2 separate regions of the Bombyx mori genome follow, and region 1 is linked to region 2. The links are chromatin contacts, called in public Hi-C maps. All regions are on one chromosome and are shown on one strand. Each heading gives the region's core, a stretch centred on a gene start, on an enhancer-like site or on the middle of the called end of the contact. The rest is flanking DNA. Distances are from core to core; before and after follow the strand shown.

Region 1 (5,518 bases), core at 1,233-3,732, 140 kb before region 2:
ATAATATTGATTCACATATTACTTAGTTAGCTATTCTGCCATCTATTTCTGCCCTGAGGTATATTCTAATGATAAATTTTGTTTCCACATTTTCATTTATAAACATGAACATATTTTATCAATATAGATTATGAAACTCGTGCAATATATTCTTATCATAACGTAACAGATAAGATATTTTACCGAAATGAAAGGTAAAACTAGTTATATTTCTATAAATATTTGTTAATTATTGAAATTCACTGATTTGTGTTGTGTAATGATGTGTGATTATTACCTAGTTTTTATTTGTTGTGAGTTTGGTATGGATTTTTTCTATTTTAATGCAGGTTTCTGAATTTATTTTGTTGATATGTTTGTGTATATTGACAACTGCTCATGTTGGATAAACATTAGAATTTTTAAGGCTATTTAAAATTTGGATTAGTCTTTGATGAGATTTTTATCTGACATTGTCGCGAATGATTATATGAATTTTTAGTGATATTTTCATTGCCATCGAATATTTGAAGCTTCATTTGATCGTAGATGGTTACAGCCAAACAAGGATACCAACAATAATATAGTAGTGAACAGTAATATAATAAAATAGTAATATATATAACAGATTATAGCTAGACCATTGTATATCTTAAAAGTTTTTTTAATACATCTTAAACATTAAAACCTGCTGTCGAACCTTTGCAATATTATAGTACCTGTATGTTATTCTGTGTGTGAGTTGAATGTATAAAATCACAATAGTTGACTAATTAATTAATTATTAAAAAAAAATTGGAAGTTGTCGTGATCTAAAGAATAAGGTACCCGGTGCTTTTGTATGTGGTGAAGGAATAAAACCGTGTAATAAAAATCAAACCCGCAAAATTATAATTTGCGTAATTACTGGCGGTAGGACCTCTTGGGAGTCCGCACGGGTAGATACCACCACCCTGCCTATTTCTGCCGTGAAGCAGTAATGCATTTCTGTTTGAAGGGCGGGGTAACCGTTGTACTGTAAAAACGGAGACTTAGAACTCATGTCTCGAGGTGGGCGGCGGTATTTACGTTGTAGATGTCTATGGGTCTGGTAACCACTTAACATCAGGTGGGCCGTGAGCTCGTCCATTCATCGAAGCAATAAAAAAATTCATAAAGGGATTTCGAAAGTAACTATACGTATTAAAAAAAATCATGTCATACATACCAGATATGTAATTGTATATTTGACTTGTGTATGAAATATTTGAATTTTAGTAACCTAGAACCTTATGTGAGTCGTCTATTATCAAAGGCGGCAATCTGACTTTTGGACAATGATTGGTAAATCAGAAAAACGAATTATTGACTTTGTATTCCATTGGCAGTCACAAAACTCTTCGGAACGACATCTTAGATAAATAACAGGTTAACTATTAACCTTTATTTAATGCAGGTTTTGAACCGTATTCTTTGAAGGAGACGATTATATTCAAATCAATCTGTATTGACATATCATTTTTTTTTTTGTCCAAATGCACAGATTGCCACCTTTGATAATAGACGACTCATGTGAAAGTTTTGGGTTCTGTGAAAAGGGTGCTGAGATGGGTGAGCGAACTCACGCCTACCTGATATTAAGCTGTCACCAGAGCTAATAGACATTATCCTCATCGGCGTATCCCATCTTGTGTCTCACTGAGTCTTACTTTTTAAAGCACAATGGCTGTTGCCCCCACCCTTCAAACCGAAACACATTACTGCTTTAGAATTAGGTAGGGTTGTATTTTTTTTTTGTGGTGTGGTGGTACCTGTGTTGGCCCGCAAGGCGCCCTACCACCACATGCTAGTGTTTAAAACCCGCCCTCCTGTTTTCCTCGCTAAACTTTTTTGTTTCATGCTGTATGTTATTGGTAGATTACTGGAAACATTTTATACCGATTTCTGGTAGCTTATGATCTATATATTAATACGTGAAGCAAAAACTTTGTATCCCTTTTTACGAAAATTGCGCGTACGGAAGAGTATGTAATTTTCCACACTTATAGAGAATATAGAGAAGTGCACAATGCTAATTTTTTTTTAAATAATTCATAAAAGATACATTAAATCAATAAAGAAAACATTACACACACTACATACCATGTATTTGACGCACACACGCATGCATATTATTTATTGTCAAACTTTTGTTCTTGACGTCTGTGGTCAAATTGAGAATAGATTAAATATTGTTTGTCTTTATTAATATTTTTTTATAGTGTAGTCTTGGCGAAATTTGTGATTATAGAAGTATAAAATACAATCATAATAGTGTACAAACTTATTATACAATTCCAATTAATTATAGTCGAATTTCGACTACTGCGGGACCTCTAGTAATTTTAAATACATCTTCATGATTGTTTTCATTGAAAATGTAACATAATAAATTTTTCTCTTTTCAGATACAACATCGGGTAGTCTGAATCTCCTAACTCCATCGTCTACCACAAGTCGAGTGAGAGACTTCACATCCCGCATACAAGAGCGGGCCGGCTCGAATCTACAACAAAACTACTTGACCCCAACCCCGGTGGTCACCCCAATCAGGACCCCAGAGGAGACCACACCGACTCCTAGGAAATCTGAGCATCTCCTGAAACCACCCCCAAAAGTTCACGTCGACTCGTCAAGTCATCGATCCCGTGGACAACACAAACGTAGAGACGACCTGCCCCAAAAGAAACCAAGCTACTTGAACCTAGCCTGTTCCGTAAATGGCTATACCAACTTAACGACCTACGACTCGAAACTAAGGCAAGACATAAACAAGAGCCGGGAAGCGTCACCAATCCGACCGATAACATACACATATCAGTATAGAAGCGAAAATAATTCACTCTTGGTACCCGTGCCGGTCAGCGCGAACAAACTGCTCGTCCCCACCTTCGGGCCTCATGATACAACCGATTTGACGGCGAAAGCGCCTTCCAAGGCGCACACTGATCCGTCGCTGGCAACATCGACCCTCCATGTGTATATGGCCGCTGAAAACAAACAGTTGAAAGACGATTTTCTGGGCCCCGACATGACGACCACAAGCCGCCCTTACATATCGACAGAGAGCAAGAACTTTGCTACCTCGATGCTCCATCAGAAAGACGAATTGGACAATGCAAAGGAGATCACCTTCAAATCGAGCTATTCCGAGACGAATTTCCGGAAGACTGTGACCAGTAACGGCAAGGACTCTAGGTTTACATCGGAATCTTACACGATATCGTCGAACGGGATGTCGAAGAGGGTCGAAATAACGAAAGAGAATGGAGAAAAGTTGACGAGTCCCATGAAAAGCTTCATTCAACAACGGGTCGAGAGGTTGTACGGCCCCGGAGCTTTAGCCCAGGGGTTTTTTAACCAGAAAAGATTGAAAAGTCAAAGTGAAGACGATGATTCGAAGGTATTGACAGAGAAATCTCTAAATTGTCCGGAATACTCGGTAAGGAAACTAAACAAGAGCTTTGATGACGCCTACACTAGTCCAAATGGGAATTTAGATTCTAGCGTCTCTCTTCCTGTGCTCAGGCACCTGAGACCCGAATTTCGGGCCCAATTACCAATACATTCACCAAAAAAGAGTGTTAAAGCTGAACTATCGCCGCAGAAATTAGAAGAAGACATTCCACGACTGGACACGAAGACTGAACTCAGCGAAGTGGTGACGAACGGTGTATCTGTGATAAAAATTGATGATTCCTTGAATAACGATGCTGTCAACGGCAAGGAAATCAATGGGGAGGCAGTCAAAGATGCCTATTACTTTTTGGATCTCGAGAAGAAGGAGACTGAGAGGTTATTGGCATTGTCTGCCAGTGCTGAAAAGGAATTGGAGAATTTACAGGTAATTACAACTTTTACATTTTAAATTTATTGCCAAAAGGTTTATTATGGCAAATTACTTTTTCTGCTCCTCTTGCAGACAAGTTCTATCTATATTTAAGCCTATGTCAAGGGGCTATTAAAATCAATAGATGTCAAGAATGCTTCCACCCACATTGAAACGAGAGATTTAAGTCTCCACCGTTTTGTAGCACAGCAGCTGTTGCACCCGTCAAAATGGAACCCTTTTTTATTGGTTTTTATTTTATTGGTGGAAGAAGACAGAGGGAAGTGGAGGAGTAGAATAAGGAAAGCTGACCCCACCACCGTGTGGGAGAAATAAGAGAGGGAGAGAGAGTTATAAGGGTGGACGAGCTCACAGAGCACCTGGTGCTAAATGGTTAACAAAGACCATAGCAATCAACTGCTTAAATTCCGACAGCCAGCTTGATATGTCAGGTTCAAGCCTCAGTTTTAAAGAACAATGGCTGCCCCACCCTCCAAACCGAAACGCATTACTGCTTCACGGCACTACTAGGCAGGGAGGTGGTACCTACCCGTACGGACTCATAACACGCCCTATCCCGCCAGTAAATCTTTGCTTCACATCAAAGATAGGCTGGACCTTGTCAGATATTGGTGCAAGCTAACATTAACTGATGTGATGAAAAAAAAATTTTTTTTTTTTTTAAATTTTACAACTGTACTATGCTTTTAAAGGATTGAATTTTAAAGAAATTGCTATAATCATCACGTGCATATTACAAAAAAACAAATTACCTTTTTTTTTTTTTAATAATTGAAATTACTTTTGTCCGATTCAAAATTCATGCCACGAAGGAAATGCAGAAAACATAACAAAAAAACACTATTGTCAAATTCGTAAAACAAAATTACAAATACCATAGTTGTTCTTCTCAATCTTGCACGGATTTTAGGAATAATAAATTTAGTGTTCCCATGACGGTGAACCGAAGACTTAACCTTGAAAACTTATTTTAAATGGCGTAACTAATGAGCCTAGAAGATTCTATTGTCCTATAAACGATTTGTGGAAGCCTTGATGGAGGATTTGTGACGCCTCTCTGCACCGATATTAGTTTTGCGAGCAAATAAATGAAGTGTTTTCGTTTGCCTGTTTTTATTATTTACTAGCTGGCCCGGCAGACTTCGTAGTGCCTCAATCGATAAATAAAATACATAAACTTTTGTATAAAATAAACTTAAAACAAACAAAAGAAATCCGTACGACGGGGGATATATATTGTATATATGGGTGGACGAGCTAATGGCCAATGTCAATGTGGGTCGATAATAGCTCCCTTGACCTTGAAACCGGAATGCGTTACTGCTTCGCAGCAGAAATAGCCTGGGTGGTGTAAAATGTTGGATGTCGGAAAAATCATCTGCAGTCAAGTTCATGAAACAATTATAGCAATTTTTTTAATTTTTTTATTGCTTATACGGGTGGACGAGCTCTCAACCCACCTGGCGTTTAGTGGTTACTGGAGCCCATAGACATTAACAACGTAAATGCGCCACCCACCTTGAGATATAAGTTCTAAGATCTCAGTATAGTCACAATTCGATAGTTATAAGTCGACTGTCCTATTGTTATGTTGGAACGTAATTAATATTGACGAACGAATGTGCTTCAGGATAAAGACGTGAGTGAAGAAGTACTTGGCCTGCTACGGGC
Region 2 (5,800 bases), core at 92-2,591:
GCGGCAATCGGCAGTAGGTAGGCAAAAAAATAATTCTCGCTCAAACTAGAGATTTATACGTATTTCTCTTTCAAGCCACGATGCTGTTAGAGTGGGTGAGTGAGTGAGTGAGTAAGTGAGTAAGGTGTTGTCGCGCGGCAGGTACACGCTGACGTCGCTGCAGACGGGCGCGTGCATCGGTTTCGCGCGGCGGCGGCAGGCGCGCGGCGGCCGCACAGCGCTGGACCGGCTGCACACGCCGCTGCACCGCCTGCTCACCGCGCTGCCCTACCGCTTCCTGCACGCCGCCAGCCACCGCGCGCGCGCCACCGAGGAGGTACACGCACGCATACACGAGCGCACAACACGCAAATACACAACACGTACACACACACACACAACACGTACACACACACACAACACGTACACACACACACACACACAACACGTACACACACAACACGTACACACACACACACACAACACGCACACACACACACACACAACACGCACACACAACACGCACACACACACACAACACGCACACACACACACAACACGCACACACACACACACACACACACACACACAACACGCACACACACACACACCCGCACACACACACAACACGCACACACACACACACACACACAAACACACACACGCACACAACACACACACACAAACACGCACACGCACACACAAACACACACACAATCACACACAACACGCACACACACACACACACACACACACACACACACACGCACACAAACACACGCACACAAACACACAATAAGCGCACACACACACAACACGCGCACACACAAACACACACACAACACGCACACACACACACACACGCACACACACACGCACACGCACACAATAAGCGCACACACACAACACGCGCACACACAACAAGCACACACACACAACAAGCACACACACAACACAACACAACACAACACGCACATACAAAACACGCATACACACACACGCACACACATACACGCACACACACACATTATGCTTAACTGTACGTTTAAAACATTAATTAAAAGCCTAACTTGTTAATCAGATGGAGCTCGAAACCAAAGCTCATCGAACGCCCAAGGTTCTGACGAGGGACTACGAGACGAGCGGGAAGTACCCCTGGCGGAGAGCGTTCAGGAAACACCTGGCCAAGAACGCGGACCTGTGGATCTGTCCGGTGAAGCCCGGCCACGATGACGTCACGCCTCCAGCGGACCTCAAGCTCGTGAAGGCAGACCTCGAGGGGCTCGACGAAGTGAAGCCGGCGGATGTGCAAAGTGATATTAGTGATAGCGCCAGGACTATAGACGGAGTCGTGCGGGAGAACCTGAGGAACGAGATGAGGAAGCGGGCGCACAGCACCAGCAGCGACAGCAGCTACGACTCCGACCAGAGCCTGTACCCCGTCGAGAGGGAGTTCGAGAGCTTCATCAACGAGGTCAACGCTGACTGGTGAGCGCACGGTGGTCTCTCTGTGACACTAACTCATTATTGATACAAAAGTCGTCGTGGCCTAAAGGATAAGACGTCCGGTGCATTCGTATATAGCGATGCAACGGTGTTCGAATCCCGCTGGCAGGTACCAATTTTTCTAATCAAATACGTAGCTCCTATATACGACCTCTTGTGAGTCCGCTTGGGTAGGTACCACCGCCCTGCCTATTTCTGCCGTGGAGCAGTAATGCGTTTCGGTTTGAAGGGCGGGGCAGCCGTTGTAACTATACTAAGACCTTAGAACTTATTTCTTAAGGTGGGTGGCGCATTTACGTTGTAGATGTCTGTGGGCTCCAGTAACTATTTAACATCAGGTGGGCTGTGAGCATACAGCCCACACATGCTTTTCAGGATATTATCAAAATAACCCTTTTACTCATATCTGTTCATAAAATATTTATAACCACTTCTACCATGCACCTCATGCATTTTTACAATAAACTATTTTTTCTTACACTATTTTTAATTCAAATTCATAAAAAAAATTATTTATTTATTTATTTAATATATTTGTACACACAGTTGTTAGAAAAAACACGACAATAAGGATACAGAGTACAAGGGCACTACTTATTTCATGTTGAAATCTCTTCCAGTAGGCCCGCAAAAGGAAAGAAGAATTAGGAACACTAACTTAGTGCATACAGTAAACATTACATATAATAATATATACATATACAATATTTATTTCCTATTTTTTTGTTGGATTATCTATAAAAGCGTATTTTGTTACATTTTTTAAACTATTATTTATTTTATTCCTCTAATACAGTATGAAAATATATTCTCGTGCCAATTAAATAAAAACAATAAAAATTGACGTACATCCTCGTTATTCTGTTTCCGTAGGTTACATTTCCGACCGAAAACTCCGCCGCCCTCGTCACCAGTGAGTGAGCGGCACGAGGAGCAGTTCCCGCTGTCGCTGGACACCGCCATCTCCGTGGAGCTCCGCGCCGCCGGGCCGCCGCCCCCCGACGCGCCCGACGCCTTCGTCACCGCAGACTTCACGCTCAGGGGACTCGCGCACGCGAGCCGGCACGATCTTACGGGTACGTACGTCCTTGGCTTGTATGTTAATGGAAACTAATTACAGCGGACTTTTTGACGTGGAACGCGAGGAGTGAAGTCGTGTGATTTGTTTTATTATTATTATTATTATTTATTTTTTTGCTTCGATGGGTGGTGTTATGTGGTTACCGGAGCCCATAGACATCTACAACGTAAATGCGCCACACACCTTGAGATATAAGTTCTAAGGTCTCAAGTATAGTTACAACGGCTGCCCCGCTCTTCAAACCGAAACGCATTACTGCTTCATGCCACAAATAGGCAGGGCAGTGGTGCCTACCCGCGCGGACTCACGAGAGGTCCTACCACCAGTAATTATCTTGTCTATTTAGTGTTTCTTCAGGTTTAAATGTGTAATAACGGTGGTTTATTAAATGTTTAGTATCTGTGAAAGTGCACAAATGCGGGAAAATGAAACAAATCCTCTGAACGTAACTTCTCGGGATCCTCCAAAAAGTTCACTGAAAAAGTCTCAGTGAATGACCACCATTTTATTGAGATTATATTTCATCCCATATCATCACATTTCATTTCATTTCGTTTTCATTTCATTTCATGCCATGTTTCATATAAAAAAGTTTTCACTAAAATTAAAATAACACTTGACCTAAAGGTCTTAGTTACCAGGTCATAAAATCCCTTAAAAAAAACTAATTGCAGTGTAAAACGAACTCACCGTCACGGGACGGGCGGCACTAGCGTAGCTATAGTCGACGCATTATGAACTGAGGCTTCGGGTCATAATCATAAATCATATTTGTCTGTCTGTCTCGCTCGCACTTACAGTTCTCATGGAGAGATGTAGGGATGTGCGTAAGAATTGTATTGGTGCATGTCGATAACGGGACCGATACGAAATCGATATGTTAAATTATGTCAAGTATTAATAGGAACTAGGGGTCCCCTGGTGGTCGAAATTCGACTATAATTAATTGAAATTATAAGTTGTACACTTATAATGATTCTAATGTCAAAAACTATTATTACAAAATTCTCACTCAAACCATACCGCCATATATCAGTTTTGTTGTATGTTCCACCACAATCTCCTCATCGGTTCGCAGTAGGCACGTTTCATGTTGCCAGGTTTAGTCGCCGGTCTACTCCCTGCCCCACGAAAACTTGGCTACCACCGTAACCAGGAATAATGAAGTTCCCGGGGACTCGAAGGGTTTTTTGTTTGTGTCTGTCATTTTGGGGGGTCGTCATACGGGCTGGTGGTCGCAGTTTGCTGTTATAATATTTTGCGGTAGGCAGCGGCTTGGCTCTGCCCCTGGCATTGCTGAAGTCCATGGGCGACGGTAACCACTCACCATCAAGTGGGCTGTATGCTCGTCTGCCTACAAAGCCAATAAAAAAAAACTGAGACCGCTACTGCCCATTATCTGGGTAACCCCTTAGTCGCTTACCTTAAAATTCTCACTATAAGAGATGGGATGTTATTGTTACGCACTGGGGTTCAGGATAAATAAAATTCCACCAAAGTACAACTAAGAACTGTATTCAACACTTAGAACACTTAAACGCTTCACAAACACTTCAAAATTCTCAATTCGCGTCTTCCGCTTCGGTTCCGGTGATCCGTTCGCTGTTTCGCTTCGAGTAGTTTCGATTGCTGGCTGACTGCGTGCCATCTCGGCAACGCTTTTATAGCCGATATCTCATCTCTAGAATTATCGAGAATATTCCACACATCTCTAGTAGTAGTTCCCGCTATCTGATAATATATGGCGTTGTACTTCTCGAGCGTTCTAGGTGCTACTAGATCCTTCGATATTCGTTCGATTATTCGGCGATAGATGGCGTTACTCTTACCGACGTAACAATATTACCACTGAGTCACACGGTCGGTTGGGGGAGACCTTTGCCCAACAGTGGATGTTTGTGGGCCAACCCTCAAATTCCGAAAGACAGTCGCTTCTTATTAATTAAATTATATCTCATTTGGCTAGATTGGGTATAGTCAATAGCAATATGTGTGATTGCGGCGCTGATGTTGGCAATTTAAATCATATTTTTTTCGCGTGCTCCTTAAATGACTGTTCCTCATTTATTGATTTCTTAACATCCCTTAGTATTCCACTCCCGACTTCTATCAATACTTTGTTATGTACTATGAACTATGATATTTATTTATGTATTTCAAATTTTATCCTGAAAAATAATATCAAATTGTAATTATGTATATACATACATACCTGATCCATTCTTTTTAATTATCCGTTTTTCCTTTTTCTCCTGTTTCCCTACCTTTACCCTTGTATGTGGCTAAATGCACAAACCGTGCAGGCTAAAGAAGAAAAAATATATCTAATATATAAAATTCTCGTGTCACAGTTTTCGTTGCCATACTCCTCCGAAACGGCTTGACCGATTTTGATGAAATTTTTTGTGCTTATCCGGTATCTATGAGAATCGGCCAACATCTATTTTTCATCCCCCTAAATTTAATTTTTTTATTTTTTGACAAAATTTTTAATTTCAATTTTTTTATGTCACAACATACAAAATACATACAATCCTCAATTTTCACCCTTCTACGATCAACCCTTATTTTTTATTTGCTAATTAAAAACTTTAAATTTTTTTGCGAGAATTTTGTTTTTATTTTGTCATGACGTAGAATAAAAAAAATCATATTACTCTGAAATTTTCACCCCTCTACGATCAACCCCTATTTTTTATTTGTTAATTATAATCTTTAATTTTTTTGGCAAGATTTTCATTTTTATTTTTATTTTGTCATGAATTAAAATAAGAAATCTGATGTTAGTCTCAAATTTTCATCCCTCTATGGTCAACCCCTATTTTTTATTTGTTAATTATAAACATTAATTTTTTTGGCAAGTTTTTTATTTTGTTTTGTCATGACTTAAAATAAAAGAAAATCATATTACTCTCAATTTTCACTCTTATACGATCAACCCCTATTTTTCCATCCCGATTAATATTTTTTTTATTCTATGCACAGATCCGCAATAAGGTTGTAAGATGGCAATCAAATATTATAATTGTAGTACGACAAATTCTTATTCAGAGTTTATAATTTCAAGATCCTTTAATTATGATTTTTTTTAAATTGAATTTGATCTCCCTCCCTCGCCGGTCGACTACTGATCAACTATCAATCGATCAGCTATCCCCGCCAGGAGTCACCACTCATCCAGCAAACATCACGTAGTAGGGATGAGGACGAAGCCGGTCTCCTGTCTTATTTACT

Evidence for each region. Hi-C and Micro-C count contacts between places; a contact is called where the count stands out from the background.
Region 1: a Hi-C map of whole pupa shows a contact between it and region 2, with 2.6 times the contacts expected there. The contact joins two enhancer-like sites.

Annotation. Positions count from the first base shown.
Region 1 is chr2:5,748,740-5,754,257 of ASM3026992v2, reverse strand. LOC101737750 reads left to right here. Exons shown (of 9, transcript XM_038015055.2): 4 at 2,406-3,841; 5 at 5,478-5,518. All of the region lies in intron 3 of LOC134200481 (a long non-coding RNA gene), which reads right to left. Among protein-coding and RNA genes, the nearest start is that of LOC134200515, 9.1 kb to the left of the region's middle. Within about 2 kb of position 2,482, at least 4 of the 8 cell types and tissues checked have open chromatin away from gene starts, as enhancers often do.
Region 2 is chr2:5,612,127-5,617,926 of ASM3026992v2, reverse strand. LOC101735441 reads left to right here. Exons shown (of 18, transcript XM_021352672.3): 11 at 142-316; 12 at 1,061-1,467; 13 at 2,359-2,561. Among protein-coding and RNA genes, the nearest start is that of LOC101747230, 28 kb to the right of the region's middle. Within about 2 kb of position 1,341, at least 6 of the 8 cell types and tissues checked have open chromatin away from gene starts, as enhancers often do.